Regions from separate parts of the Mus musculus genome. Here region 2 is linked to region 1. Evidence: chromatin contacts called from public Hi-C data. All regions are on one chromosome and are shown on one strand. Each heading gives the region's core, a stretch centred on a gene start, on an enhancer-like site or on the middle of the called end of the contact. The rest is flanking DNA. Distances are from core to core; before and after follow the strand shown.

Region 1 (7,213 bases), core at 2,724-5,223:
ACCTATAGCAATGAACACAAGAACCAAGTGTCTTGAGAGCTGTATTCTGGGGTCATTGAAATCTGGTGGTAGGAAATCTCACTTTGGTGGCCATGGACAAAGCATGAGTCCACAACTTCAGTCACTTCCCCAAACAAAGCCTGCATGACAGTATCTGAAATTTGTGTCCCTTCTCCCCTCTAGTTGTCTGGGATGGGGCCATAGGACTGATTCAGTCCTAGAGAACAGTAGGGAGTACAGAGCCTTATCTTCTTGGAATGTTTGTTTTAGGGACTCAGACCTGACCTGTATCTCAAGCACTGTGTTGGAAGAATTCCAAACCAGCCATGTACAGGAGAATCAGGACCCTCACTGAGTGTTCTAGCTGTGGGTTCTGCACTAACAGGCAATAACAATTTGTCAGCCATCTTAGCTAAGTGAGTCAGCTGGGTACAAGAGCGATTTTGCTGGCTCTTTGGAAACTCCCATGACAAGCAACACTGGCCAATGCTACTTGCTACTTGAAGTTGAGAGAAGTAAACATAAATTCATTCTCTCTCTCTCTCTCTCTCTCTCTCTCTCTCTCTCTCTCTCTCTCTCTCTCTCTCTCTCTCCCTCAGAGAAACTGAGGCTAGGACTATCTACTGACTACTGCTCTATGTGTCTTTTCAAGTTAGGAAAGCTTTGAATAGCAGAATCTCTACTTATTGCAACATATCCTGTGTTTTCTTACATATTAGGAGTAATGACTACAAAAAGAAAAATGAAAAGACAGAAGAGGTGCATGGAGGTGGATTTCATGAGGGAGACAGAGGTCGGCCTTCGCAGTTGCTGCTGCTTCTAACCCTCCCTTGTGGCTCTCCTCTAGCTGATAATAACCATTCATTTTGAAACCTGTCAGCCACCCTAAATCATGAGTGCTTGATAAAAGGGATCCTCTTCTAGGTACATTTGCAGCTCCATTTTGTGGAGTACTGGCAAGTGCCTTGTTTTTGTGACTGAGGGTGAATGAGCGAATGTCCTGATTTCTGTGGTCCTCTTAGTTGCTGTCATCTCTACTCTGTGTCCAAATCCCTTGTTCTACCTCTTCATATTCAATGGGTCATAAATCATGATGTCACAAGAAGGCGTAGAGAAAATTGCCTTTGGCCAAGGTACAGAATCCCAAATCCATGAATCCTGCCCTCCCACAAACTCCCTTTTTAAGAATCCCAAGTTATATGTAGAACAAAAACATAAAAAGTATGTGACTATTGCATAAGAACTCCACTCCAGTTATCAGTCTCCATCTTCAGCCCTGAAACTGGAGATGACTCGGAGGGCTCTGTCTAGGCCAAAAAAAGAAAAAGGTCACTTAATGAGCATCTCTTCTTTCCCCACTGGATCCATAGGTGCAGCAAAGTAAAATGAGTCCATGAAACTCACACTCAAAGGACACAAGCTCCAAAGAAGACATTTGCTATTTCAGGGGTGCCTCGTGTCAAGTACAGGGCATTCTTAGAACAGAGCATGGAACAGAAAGAGGCTCAAATGTTGCCAAAGGACTCTAGGGAAACTGCTTCCTCACAGCATCTAGGGGTTTTTAACCTTTTCTTATTAGCAAAGATGCTTGAATCTCTTGTCCGATGGCATACTAAATGATATTGACCTATTAGTATTTATCTGTCCAGGTAAAGTTGGAGTTGGGAATAGGATCAGAGCTTCATCCAGAGCCAAAATTGGCTTTGAAGTCACAGATACTGAAGATTTGGTCATGCTGAGACTCACTGACTTGTTTTCATCTGTAGCACCACTGCTCTACGGATCCCAGCTTTCCTGTCACGACTTTGGTGCCATCTGTTTTCCCTTGGCACTTGTCATACATGCTCCATAGCTCTCTGCCTTAAGTTTTTGTTGGTTCTGTCTTAAACACAGAGACCAGGTCTTTTACTCTGATCAATCTTGAGAGCTCCATGTATGACCACCCACTCTCCAGTTTTCTCTGCTGGAAGGTACAGATCAATCTATCCATACTTCCATATACACATATAATCAAAATCCCATACACCTCTTTGATGTTTTGACTCAGAACACAATGATCTTTGTCATTCTATGTTTCATACCTTTAATATCAATTGGAAGTATCTTTGATATAATATGAAAGTTTTCAAAGATGTAAGCCTTTCAGAGAAGAGGTGGAGGGGCTTCCCCTTACACTTTGCACCTCCCCATTTCAATCAGTTTTGCTAGAATAGTCATCTAAAACACTGAGACATGGTGTTCACTCTGAGGCCCTCCCTTCATCGCTGCTTTAGTCTCCTATCTTTAGAGCACGCACTGACAGCTCCCAAGACTGAACATGAGTTCATACCTAATGCCAAGCAAAGTCAGAATCAAGTATATCCATCACTCAACTAAAAGCACACTGGAACGGAGGACACGGTCAACCAGAGAGCATCTCTGAGCAGGGGTTGCTCTGGCGGGTATCTGATGGAGACACTGCTTTGTCATGCTTCTAAAGAGAATATAAGCAGACAGCCTCACAGTCTCGCAGGGAGAAATACTTCCAATTCTAGGAGTCAGCGCAGAGGAAAGACAAAGCAGACCACCCACAGCAACGATGCTATGTTATAATCCCCTCATCTGTCACCAGCATTCATACATTGACCTTGCCTTTAGCCTTCCTGGAGCTGGATCAGGTGCTCCATGCTACAGTTGGTGGAAACAGATATCACATGTCTATTCACTCACAGTAAGTCATGTAGCCTGAGAACTCCTGAAATGGTCTCTCCTTGATTTCTCAATCACCAGTGCACATAACTTCTCCAAATCAAAGCACCAGTAACAAAAGCCAGCCACGGGAGTCGAGTCAGGAGTTAGAGTGAGGCTGGGACTTCTGCCCTTTCCTCTTCATTTCCACTTTGTTTTATAAGCTAATGAGTGCATAATTTCCTTTGCCAGGATCTTCTGAAGGGTGTTTTGATTTTGGGTTAAGTTACCAAGGAGATTCTGAAACAGAAGGTGAACAAATCCTTTACTCACGGACACAAGGAAAGCTTGGGATAGTCCTCATTTGCTCCATCAGCCCCACTTCTCATATTTATATTTGAACTGCCATAGCCTGGGTTCTCATGGAGAAGAAGGACACTGGAATGTGCAGTAATGAGATAGACCTCTTCCTTCTAAAGCAAAGCAATCTACCTGTCCCATAAAGCTGACTGTGCTGCTAAAACATAGTGGCGGGGAAAGATGCCAAAATAAATCATTCACGAGATTTAAAGATGCTCCCCAAAGGAAGTGCTCTCTCATGAGGATAGTTAGAATATCTACCTGCCATTGAAGGATATGCAAGCCGCCCCTTACACCAATGTGAGCCTCTTGTAACCAGGGAGGGTCACAGAGATTCAATTCCATAAAAAGCAGCTTGTAAAAATAAAATTCAATTCTTGGCTTGTGTTGCAACACTTCCTCTGTTCCAAACTTAATACTGGAGCCACCCACAGGACCGCTGTCACAGCCAAATACAGTAGGGAATCAAGTCTTCTCACAGGAGGCCATCAAGAAGAGCCCCACTGCCAGCATCAGGTAACAGTACAAACAGGCTGTGGAGGCCCCAGAGCAGGATCGCTGTGTTTGCCTCATCTTGACAAGCCAGAGATGCTCTACAGGCCTTCTCAAAGTATTATTCATAAATATAATACTGTAGACCACAGAGACAGCTATTCCCTGGCACTCAGAACTTCTGACTCTGGAGGAAGCAATTCTCAGTTTGCCAGACTCTGTGAACCCAAAATGATGACCACAGAGAAAAAGACCTCTCATGTGATCTCTGTCTAACCCATAGTACTCATTCAGTTGCCGTGATGTATTTGCTCTCCTGTATAATTTACTAATGTTATCCAAATATAATTCTTCTCTTCTCAGCTAGACAGTAAATTATATGACGTCAGATACCGTCCAGCCCCAGACATCAACTTTAAGCTATTAGAACCAACCTCCTTAAACAAACTTCACATCATTTGCCTTCAAAGAGAGAACTGTATTCCAATATGTTGCATCATTCATGCCACAGTCATGATTCATTTGCTCTAATTTATATCATTTCTTGCTCCCTGAGCTGTTTTTCTCTTTTAATATTTCTCAATCTTCCTTCTTGTAAATGATCTAGTCTTGCTTCTTATATTAGCCTTGAACATGAGAATTTTCCGAGCATCTAACAAGAGAGCTGGCTCTGAAGACAAACATCCTGAATCTAAATCCTAATACCATTATGATGGTTTGTATATTCTTGGGCCAGGAGTGCCACTATTATGAGGTATGGCATTGTTGGAATAGGTGTGTAACTGGGGACATGGGCTTTAATACCCTAGTCCTAGCTGCCTGGAAGCCAGTCTTCTAGTAGCTTTCAGACAAAGATGTAGAACTTTCAGCTCCTCTTGCACCATATCTGCCTAGATACTGCTATGCTTCTGCCTTGATGATAATGGACTGAACCTCTGAACCTGTAAGCCAGCCCCAATTATATATTGTCTTTAAAAGAGTTGCCTTGGGCATGGTATTTGTCCATAGCAGTAAACCCTAATGATAACAAACACCATTTATCAACAAAGTGATCCTAGGAAAGTTATTTTAGTTTATGTAACCTTAGTTTTCTCAGCAATAAAATGATATCCATAACAGCACCTATTTTCTTGAATTGAGCAGATAAAATGGCTTTTTAAGCAAGACAATCTGAGTAATACCCAATACTATAGATGTGTTCAATAATTATCATAAGTTGAACAATTTTTGGCCCTTCACTGGCCATGTGGATGCTTTAATGTTTAGTGGACGTAACAATATTCAGTGTAGCTTGTCTCCCAGATAGTTTACACATGATAATCTACTCCAGGATTACTCCAAAAGATGGAAGAGACCACCTCCTCTTCTCTTACACAAACAGGACATCCTCTGCCTGATACAGAGAAAGTTTAGTGTGAACATCGTCTCATCTGGTGATTGATTTCTTGTGGGTCCCAGATTTATTAAATGGAGCACCACAGAGCTTTAGTAAAATTAAACACAAAAGAGTCTTCTTTTCCCCTATAGATTGATTTTCTATCAAAGAAACACCTAACTTGTGCTTCTCTGCACACTTAACACTTACAAGTATGCCATAACATTTCCTATACATCCAATCATGGTCTCCACCCTTGAGTGGACAGCAACTAGGACTTTTTTTTTTTTAGTATCATTATTTTGCCTCTTTTTTTTACTAGATATTTTCTTTATTTACATTTCATATGTTATCCCCTTTCTTGATTTCCCCTCTGAAAGCCCCATATCCCATCACTCCTCCCCCTGTTCACCCACTCCCGCCTCCCTATTCTGGCATTCCCATATACTGGGGCATCGAGCCTTCACAGGACCAAGAGCCTCTCCTCCCATTGGTGTCAGACAAGGCCTTCCTCAATTACATATGCAGCTGGAGCCCTGGGTCCCTCCATGTGTACTTTTTGGTTGGTGGTTTAGTCCCTGGGAGTTCTGGGGGTACTGGTTAGTTCATATTGTTGTTCCTCCTATGGGGCTGCAAACCCCTTCAGCTCCTTGGGTCCTTTCTCTAGCTCCTCTGTTGGGTCCAATGGTTGACTGCAAGCATCCACTTCTGTATTTGTCAGGCACTGGCAGAACCTCACAGGAGACAGCTATATCAGGCTCCTGTCAGAAAGCACTTGTTGGCACCCACAATAGTGTCCAGGTTTGGTAACTGTATATGCAACCAGAACTTTTTATTTAATCAGCTAATATTTATTTTCCATAGATCCTGCCTTACATAGTTAATGTCTGATATTAAAACAAGGCCGATGCACAAAAATGTAGGCATAAATTTTTTGCAACCTACTTTCAATAAAGGTTCAACTTCTTCTCTAGCTCACCACTCGGCAGAGGTAGTAGGAGAGAGGTTATTAGGATATGGGGGAAGTGGACCTGTTCAGTAATAGTTCTTAGGGGATAAACTTGCAGTTCAGTCCTGGAGCAGACACCAAATACAACTGAGCAGTTTCAGTCCAGTCTTTTTGGTAGGCAAACAACAGGCATTAACCAGCAGCTGTAGTTCTATCCTGAAGAAACCACAAAGCTTGCCAACCAACCTAAGGCAAGGCCAAGGCCTTGGAAGTTGCAAGCTGTTGCAAAAACCTCACAAGCAGCTTGTGGGTGAGTTTCTTTCAGTGGCAGCATTACCACAAGCTGAGCTCAACAATTCTATGTCAGGCAAATGCATGCTTGTAGTTAGAGGAGAATGGCAAGGCAGACCAAAAACAAACCAGTGTTCAGTGCTTGTCTCCCACTGTCTATCACTGTCTATGTGGTCATATTTATACTCCTTGATCAAGGATCCTTTCACTTCTATCAAAATATCCTTTCACCTATGTCTGCTTCAGGAAAACAGTCTTTCACCTGTTTGTTTTAGTAAGATATCTTTCACCTATGTGCCCCAACAAAACAACATTTGACATAACTAACTTTCCTAAGAAACTGGAAGTTTCAACTTCACGAAAATTATCAAATAATAATAATAGAAAGCAAAATCATTAAATAGTGAATAAAGTAAATGGTGATAAGTTTAAATATAGCCATCCTGACAAGACATACCAGCTAGTGGAACAGATGACAGCACTCACTCAACATTTTTTTTGTGCTATTTGTGTCCTGGTTTTCATGCTGAGTTCTGGAGGTAAGGGGAAGATGTTGTGGTCTTTCTTCTCTGCATTCCTCCATGATATCACAGACATGTAGTCCAGAAATCGTATTGACCCAATACAGACACAGTGACCTCATTCACCTTGTTATTTTCTGGTTCTTACATGGCCGTTTGGGTTGAGAAGAGAAGGTTGGCTTTTGAGACAGTTTCAGGCTAAAGAAAGCATTAGGGAAAGATACTTCCCTTTGCTTTTGGAAATTGCCATATGCATATCTGAGGTTTATTACTTTTGTTGCTGCATGCTTCTTGCCACCAGCTTGAAAATAGAAAAAAAAAAAAAAAGGAAAGGTCCAAGTAGGGAGCCAGACGCAGGATGACCACGGCACATCAGAGTTTTTACAGTCTTCTGCTTAGGAGCTTGCTATTAAGTTACCTAGATATTTCTTTATTTTTTATATTAGCTGAGTTCTGCTTTTGTTCTTGTTACATGAAGCTAGACACACTCTAACTCAGAACATATGAAGACAAATGAGACATGAACAGTGTTTATGGAGCTAATAAGCTAGTGTTAAC
Region 2 (7,213 bases), core at 2,394-4,893, 220 kb after region 1:
TCAATAAATGATGTTTTAGCCCTTAAATCGACAGCTGAAGACAATGGCCATTTCATGGCCTCCTTTCTCTTAAGGATGCTATGCAGTTGCTTTGCCCAGAGGACAGACTCTTCTCTAACACTCCATCGCCAAAAAAACTACCTAAATTTTGTCTCTTCCTTCAGACGCACAACCTCAGGAAGTCTTGTCTGATTGTTGTTAGATTCTTACATCCAGGCGGCGACATTGTTCCTGACACCACAGCCTGACTTCTAAGGAGGAGGGACCTAGGTAAAGAACATGACAGACAATGGTTCCTTCTTCTGTTCCAACTGGCTGCTTCATTCAGAGTACAGAAGTGCTTTATGGTATCAGACAGAACTAGAGCGTCACAACTGATGGATATCCAAATAACCCATTTGAAAAGTCAACTACTATAACACTTTAATTTTCATTCACATGATTCGATACACTTGTCTGTAGTCCAATGTCAAACCAGGAGTCATTTTTAATGCAAGATTTGGACAGTGATGATTCTAAGCACACATTAGTATTTTTTTTTATCAGAAATAATCTAGATACTGGAAAAGAAAGATGGCTAGCAGAGAAGACAGCAACATGATGTAGGGAAGATGTTTTGGACTTTAAAGACAAAATGAGTATCTCAGACTAAGTAAAATGCATTCAGGTCTACATCAGAGCTCTCTCTCAATCCATGAAAAACATATTCTAAAAAGCCTTTTGGGAATCATAATTTTTAATATCAAATTCTCTTATGTCCCATTAAAATATACAACTAGCCAATCACCCACAATTCTACTTGCAGCTGAACAACCAACAAAAATAAATGTTTGGCTCTATGAAGATATGTATCAGAATATGCACAGAAGCGCCATTCATAAACGGTCCCAAACCAGAGTCCAATGGAATGTTCAGTGAGAGAAGCATGGGTAAACACACTAGAGCATCGTCGTCGTTGCCACAATACTCCTGTTCCTTGGGAATAGCTGAGAATGGACTACAGAAACATGCAGCTTCTTGGATGAACCTCAGAGACGTGATGCTGAATTACAAAAGCAGGAGCCAAATGAGTACATACTCCCAGGCTTCCCCTGTATAAACTCTAACAATGTGCAAAACAAATGAGTGAGACACAAGGGGCATTACGGTATTTATTTGAATCCACTGGCAATTATAAAAACATAGGCATCATCAAAGCTCATGGGGCCGGGTACTCAACAGGTGGCATTGCATACAATTCAATGAGTTAAGGAAATGATATAGATTTCAACCACTTACTTGTTTGTTTGTTTGTTTGTTTGTTTGTTTGTTTGTTTAGATAGGGTTTCTCTGTGTAGCCTTGGCTAACCTGGACCTTTTTGTAGACCAAGCTGGCCTTGAACTCACAGAAATCTTCTGCCTATGGAGGCAGTGCTGGAATTAAAGGCATGTGCCACAATCACCCGGCTAAGATTTCAATCTTAAATGGGAAATTTAACCATAAAATAGTGGAATCAAGAAGATTCAAAATACACAGGGGACAGCGGGGGTAAGGGGAGCCCTTGGTAAGCTTTAGGAAAAAGATCCTATCAAAGGGAGAAAGTGCAAAATGGACAGCAAAAATAATGACTTGTTAGCACTGGTATCTGTGAAAGTTCTGGAATTTTGGTTTCTTTAAAAAAACACAGAAATATTATAAGAATATGTTTTCGTTTTAACCTCATGTGTGCGTTATAGGGCTGCTTCGGGCTGACCACAGCAGCTGACTATGATTTGCCTCATGCTCTACCAGGCGTGTTGTTTTGTCATGGTGTGACATTTGGAATTCTGGGAACTTCTCACAGGATATGTAAATGCTAGGGCCCCAGAGGCGGGAGGGGGGGGGAGGAGGGGGGCGGGCGGGGGTGATTGTTGGTCATTCAGAGAAGGTTAGATGTGGTTTATTAGCAGTCTTTCAAAGACGAAACAAAAGGAAACAAATTAGATTAAGGGATCTCTCTCTCTCTCCCTCTATCCTTCTTTTTCTCCTATGTAGTGACAAGGGGTAAAAACCAGGGGAATAAAGGGTGAGAAAAAGAGAAGTAAGGACCAGCTATAGGTATCCTAGGTCTGACTCGAGGAGGGAGCACGGCCCTGACACTGGGGTCTTGGTGTTTTTATTGAGATACACAGAACAGCAGAATTAAGTACTCAGACCTCAGACTTTTCATCTACCTAGTATGTCTCCACGTGCCTGTTCATAGAGGATTTCACACACCCTAGTCAGGTAGGGTTATTTGTTTTCTCTGTTGTGATATTTTAATGTTAGTAGAAAAGGGAATTATCAAATTCTGGGATGAAATCAGAGTGAGTATTAATAATGAGTTGAGGTGCTATGGAGATCCGCAACCACCCACTTCCATAAAAAGGAATGAACACTGTCATAGACAGGGCAGATTAATACTTGTATCACGAAGCACTGTCAACCAGAGTTCAGTTTTAGCTTCCCTAAATCACTGTCTGGTTTGGGATTTGACCCACAGAGGAAGAAACAATGTGCAGTTCATCTAAGTAGCCCCAGATCTACCCCCGCCCCCAACACTAGTGCTCTGCCGTGCACACACAAAATACTTCAAACCTGAAGGCTCAGGGGGAAGCCAGCCACCATTAGGCTTCTCTCCTCCAGTGAAACTGCAGATCTTCCTTAGTAGTGCTAGTCCCCAACCTGGGTATTCAACCAAGGAGTAAATGGAGACACCATGCTGCCCTGGCCTTCATTTCCTTTCACATGAAAGAGCTGTCACCACAGTCATTGTCTAGGGCTGTGAAATGTGGGTCTGTCTGGAGAGACCCACAGAATGCAGGCCTTCTGCTTCCTGTGACATGAAGGAGTCTCTTTCCTGATGTAGAGTGGGAATGCTACCACCAACCTGACTTCATACCTAGCGTCAGTCTGAGTGTCTGTCCCGGTCCTCGCCTTGTGATGTCTAAGCAACCACATTGCAGCTCTCCCATCATATCATCATACTCGTATTTCACACATCCTTCTTCCACATGCTTACAACATGAAGACTGAGCAATAACAAGCCCCCCCTACCCCCCACCCCATCAGCCTCCCCCAGCCATAAATCTCCCCTTTGGAATCTTAATTTCAAATGCTGAGATACATTAAGGAGTCCAATGTTTGTATTTAACTATGCAAAAGTACTTCTTATCTGAAAGTTTCTCTCTAAGTTACAACTCTGGAAAGGATAAAGAAGGAAGGAAGGAAAAGAAGAAAGGAAAGGGAGAGGAAACACCGTGGAGTTGGTGAGATGGCTCAGCAGGTAAAGGCCATGGACAGCAAGGCCAACAAACTACATTTGATCTCCGGTCCCACTAGGTAGACAGAAAGAACTCCCCAACACTGTTCTCTGACCATCAGAAAACTGACTTCACGGTACAAAAAAGTGTGTCCACATACAAACATTAACTAAGTAAATGCAAGTCTTACATTCAATACGAGAAAGTGAGACAGGGGAGTGGGACAGGAAGAAGGTTCTGTTTCTCTCTGGGGATGTGGTGGGACAGCAAGGGAAGCTCCGAAGTGTTTATCTACAGATGAGTCTTAGCTACATGAGTCACACTCTTAGTGCTGACCTCCTGAGACATATTTCTACTGACTGTCTCCAGAAAATAGAGACACTGGGAAGGCTAGGTCTGGTTTGTGGCCAACCAACCAGTTCCATGACTAATCCACACATTACAGTAAGTATGAGAGGGGAAACTGCACTTCTGATAGACCGCTTTTAGGTTTGATAATTCCCTGCAATCTTGCCATAGAGATAGGGCAAGATATAATAAGACCCAAGGAGACAAAATATCAGAGCAGAGAAGCTTCCGAGGTTTGCCACTTGGACAAGTAGAAGGGATTCTAAGTGACAGGCCCAGCTTTTGGTCCCTGACCGTAAGACATTGCTTTATTAGGTTAAAATGCAAAAAGATCACATGATCTCTACAAACAGGCTGATAGACTCCAAAAGGAAAGAGGGTGATGGAAAGTGTAGGGAGGGGGGACCAAGGAAGCTGGTTAGTGGAAGCAAATAAAACAAGCAGTTCTTTAAAATGCAAAACAGAGTCTGTACCTCCATGTCTCCCTTGTACCTGGGCTCTAAAGTAACCTTAGAGAAGAAAGATCCTGTGGATCTGGGATGGAGAGTTGGCTCAGCACTTAGGGGCACTTGTTGAGAAAGACCAGGGTTTGATTCCAGGCACCTACACGGAGGCTCACCACTTCCTCGTGCACCAAGCTAGAAAGCGGTGCACACATGCAGTCAAAACACTCATACACATAAAATAATAAAAATAAATCTAAGAAATTAAAAAAACAAACAAACGAACAAAAACAAACAAGAAGAATGAAGAAAAGAGGAGGGTCATAAGGATCATGTGCAGAGAGTTCCTGTTGACCTCTTGGTCTACATCTGCCTACATCCAGCCTATTTGGAACAACTCTACCCCCATCTCCTCACATGGCCGATTCATCCTGATTTTCTGTCTCCGTTCAAAAGCTACCACCTCGGAGACCTTCTTGAATTGTCAGAGCTTAAAACCACTGCCTCTCTGACTAACCCAGGTATTTTTGAATCACTGTACCCTGTCTGTGTCATCGGTAACGTTGCAAATTTCTAATGATAAGGTTACAGTATACAATTATGCATTTAACTTTCAATTGAAAATAATTGGTATTTGCAAGCTCCAGGAGTGCCGAGATCAGGATGTCTTTTTGGCAAGCTTCCACTGCTTGCTTCCACACAGCTTGCTTCCTGGCAGGAGGTGGTGACCCAGGAGGGATCCACCCCGTCCATATTCCCTGACCCTGGACAGGAGCTTCTCTTTGACGGTTACCACCAAGCAAAACTTGAGAAACAGCCACACAGCAGTGCTGAACAGCCTCCAGATTTTAAGTCACACTAAGCTAGCTAATGAGCAGCTGTTTCTCTTCGGGAGAGACCTTGAGAGAGGAGAATCCCATCCCTAAGCGTACACAATTAATGCCACTGTTTGAAAAAGTAAGTCCTTACAAACTGTGTGTATGCCTTTTCTGTTTCTCTTCCAAACTCAATATATGGAAAGCCTGCCCAGAAAGTTTGCTGAAGAACTAGTCTCTTTCCACTTTCCCATCATCTGTGTTCTAATCCAAAGGTCTGAACTTTATCCCACCCACTCTTTCACTAGGGAAGGTTGAGAATATGCCCCACCCCCACCCAGATTGCCCATTCCTTCCCCCCTCCCCCCTCAGTGACTCGTAAAGTGGAAACTTCACTCTGGTTCTCCAACACTGTTTTCATTCACAGCAGCTGGAAGACAGAGGTCACTGTCCTCTCTCCTGTAAACAAAAAGGCCAAGCTGCAGTCCTCAGGCACCCGGGGAAACACACATCCCTGCTGGGAGGGCAGCCCCATGCAGGGACTGCACAGCAGGGTGGTGTTTGCTGTGGGCCAGGAAGCGGTCCTCTGCTGTCTGTGGCTATGCTGTCATTCATGGAAAAGCCAGATCCATCAGTAGCTTCCTTTTCAAGGGACCATTTGCAGGTTTATTGACTGCCCAAATATGGTGTCTTCTATCCAGAGGCTGGGTGAGCCTACGCCTCAAGAGTGAAGCCATGAGGATGTGAACAGACTTAAAGAGTATTATGTCCGTAGGAAAATGTCTGCAGACATCATAATGTTCCTAAATGGGTTTTTGTTTTTAAACTGCTGCCGTTGTTTGTTTGTTTGTTTTTAAAAGTTATCAGGTTTGACTTTACTAATAAGGAAACTACAGTATTCAAAGGAGAGGAGGTTGTAACTAATCTTTGTGCTGTCTATGGAGGACGAACGGCTAAGCAAATTATAATGCATGAATAAGGCCATTCCAAGAATAGATAAAACACTTGGCAGAAACTATTTTGGGTCCCCTGTAGTACTTTGGAGCTACCCATTAATTTATAAACAGTTGATCTACTAATTACAAAACCTTTTTATCTATTCATTTCACTGGGTCCCTAAGGAGCAAGGCAAGCAACGCTGATAGTTCCTCCTGGTTGGCACTGACCGGCTCTCTGCACTTACAGAAACTGTAAACAGATCCTTTTAAAGGAAGAACTTTATAGTCTCTGTAATTTTTAAGATTTAAATGGCATGCAGAGCAACAGGTTTGCATATGGCATTTTCATACATACTCAGACTCGGTTGATTCTTTGTCCTCCCATCGGCATGGCCCTGCCCCTGCCCCACTATCATCCTCAACCCTCAGCAATGGCCCTTGTATTGCTCACATGGCTTCCCTTATAGCCTCTGTTTTTCCCCATCTCCTGGGCCCCTTTCTAGCTTGATGACCACTACCCGCTGCCACCCCCAGCCCCCATCATCCAACATATCCAACAACTAGACGGTAGAATTCACACGTTTTGTTTTTATCACCAAGGTAATCAATTACCATAAACAGAGCAACTGGAAAGACCACCCACTGACTGTTGGCTCACAGACACAATTTGGCTGACTCTACCACCCAGGATTGCACAAGGTATAGTTAAAATTGTGTTGTCCTTTGGAGCTATGGGTCTCGGTCTAGGAATGGTGTGGCAGAATTCCTTAGGTCTCTGTTTGCATATTGCCCTCAGTTAAAAGCTAGTCTCTGCTATCAGAGGACACCTGACTTTCTTGTCCACTCTCTCCCTTTTTAAAAGCAAGGAGATGCTCCAGCCCATGTCAATCCTTATCTGCAGGACATATGTAGTACCTTCTGAAGGCTCCAGATCATCAGAATAGGATAGGTCTCGTCACAATAATCTAATAGATAATTCCTATCTCTAAGGTCTTAATTTTATCTACAAAATCATCCTTTCGGAGTAGCCCTTATACGTTTATTCAACAAGACAACTGGAGAGTATGAGTCTAGTAGAGTATGGAAGTCTTGGGGACCATGTTAAAATTCCATCTACCAGGCTGGAAAGATGGCTAAGCAAAATAAGGCACAAGCTGCCAAACCTGAATCGTTAGCCACATGATGAAAGAAAGGGACCTGGCCCCTGGAAGTTGTCCTCTGATTTCTAGGAGAGGAAGAGCTCTCTCTTCCCTTCCCTCCCCCCCACAAATAACTGTAAAGTTGCTTAAAAATTGGTGCATGCCTTTAATCCCAGCACTTGGGAGGCAGAGGCAGGCTGATTTCTGAGTTCAAGGCCAACGTCTACAGAGTGAGTTCCAGTACAGCCAGGGCTACACTGAAAAACTCT

Evidence for each region. Hi-C and Micro-C count contacts between places; a contact is called where the count stands out from the background.
Region 2: a contact with region 1 is called in a Hi-C map of embryonic fibroblasts, with 2.3 times the contacts expected there. The contact joins two enhancer-like sites. A contact is called at or near these places in 2 of 484 Hi-C or Micro-C datasets (adipose-derived mesenchymal stem cells and embryonic fibroblasts) and 1 of 115 datasets of contacts at active chromatin or transcription factors (embryonic stem cells).

Annotation. Positions count from the first base shown.
Region 1 is chr15:52,998,163-53,005,375 of GRCm38.p6, forward strand. No RefSeq gene overlaps it. Among named protein-coding and RNA genes, the nearest start is that of Gm41323, 68 kb to the left of the region's middle. Within about 2 kb of position 3,974, at least 31 of the 459 cell types and tissues checked have an H3K27ac peak or open chromatin away from gene starts, as enhancers often do. A contact at or near this core is called in embryonic fibroblasts, where this site is marked.
Region 2 is chr15:53,218,993-53,226,205 of GRCm38.p6, forward strand. All of the region lies in intron 1 of Ext1 (exostosin glycosyltransferase 1), which reads right to left. Among named protein-coding and RNA genes, the nearest start is that of Ext1, 120 kb to the right of the region's middle. Within about 2 kb of position 3,644, at least 85 of the 459 cell types and tissues checked have an H3K27ac peak or open chromatin away from gene starts, as enhancers often do. A contact at or near this core is called in embryonic fibroblasts, where this site is marked.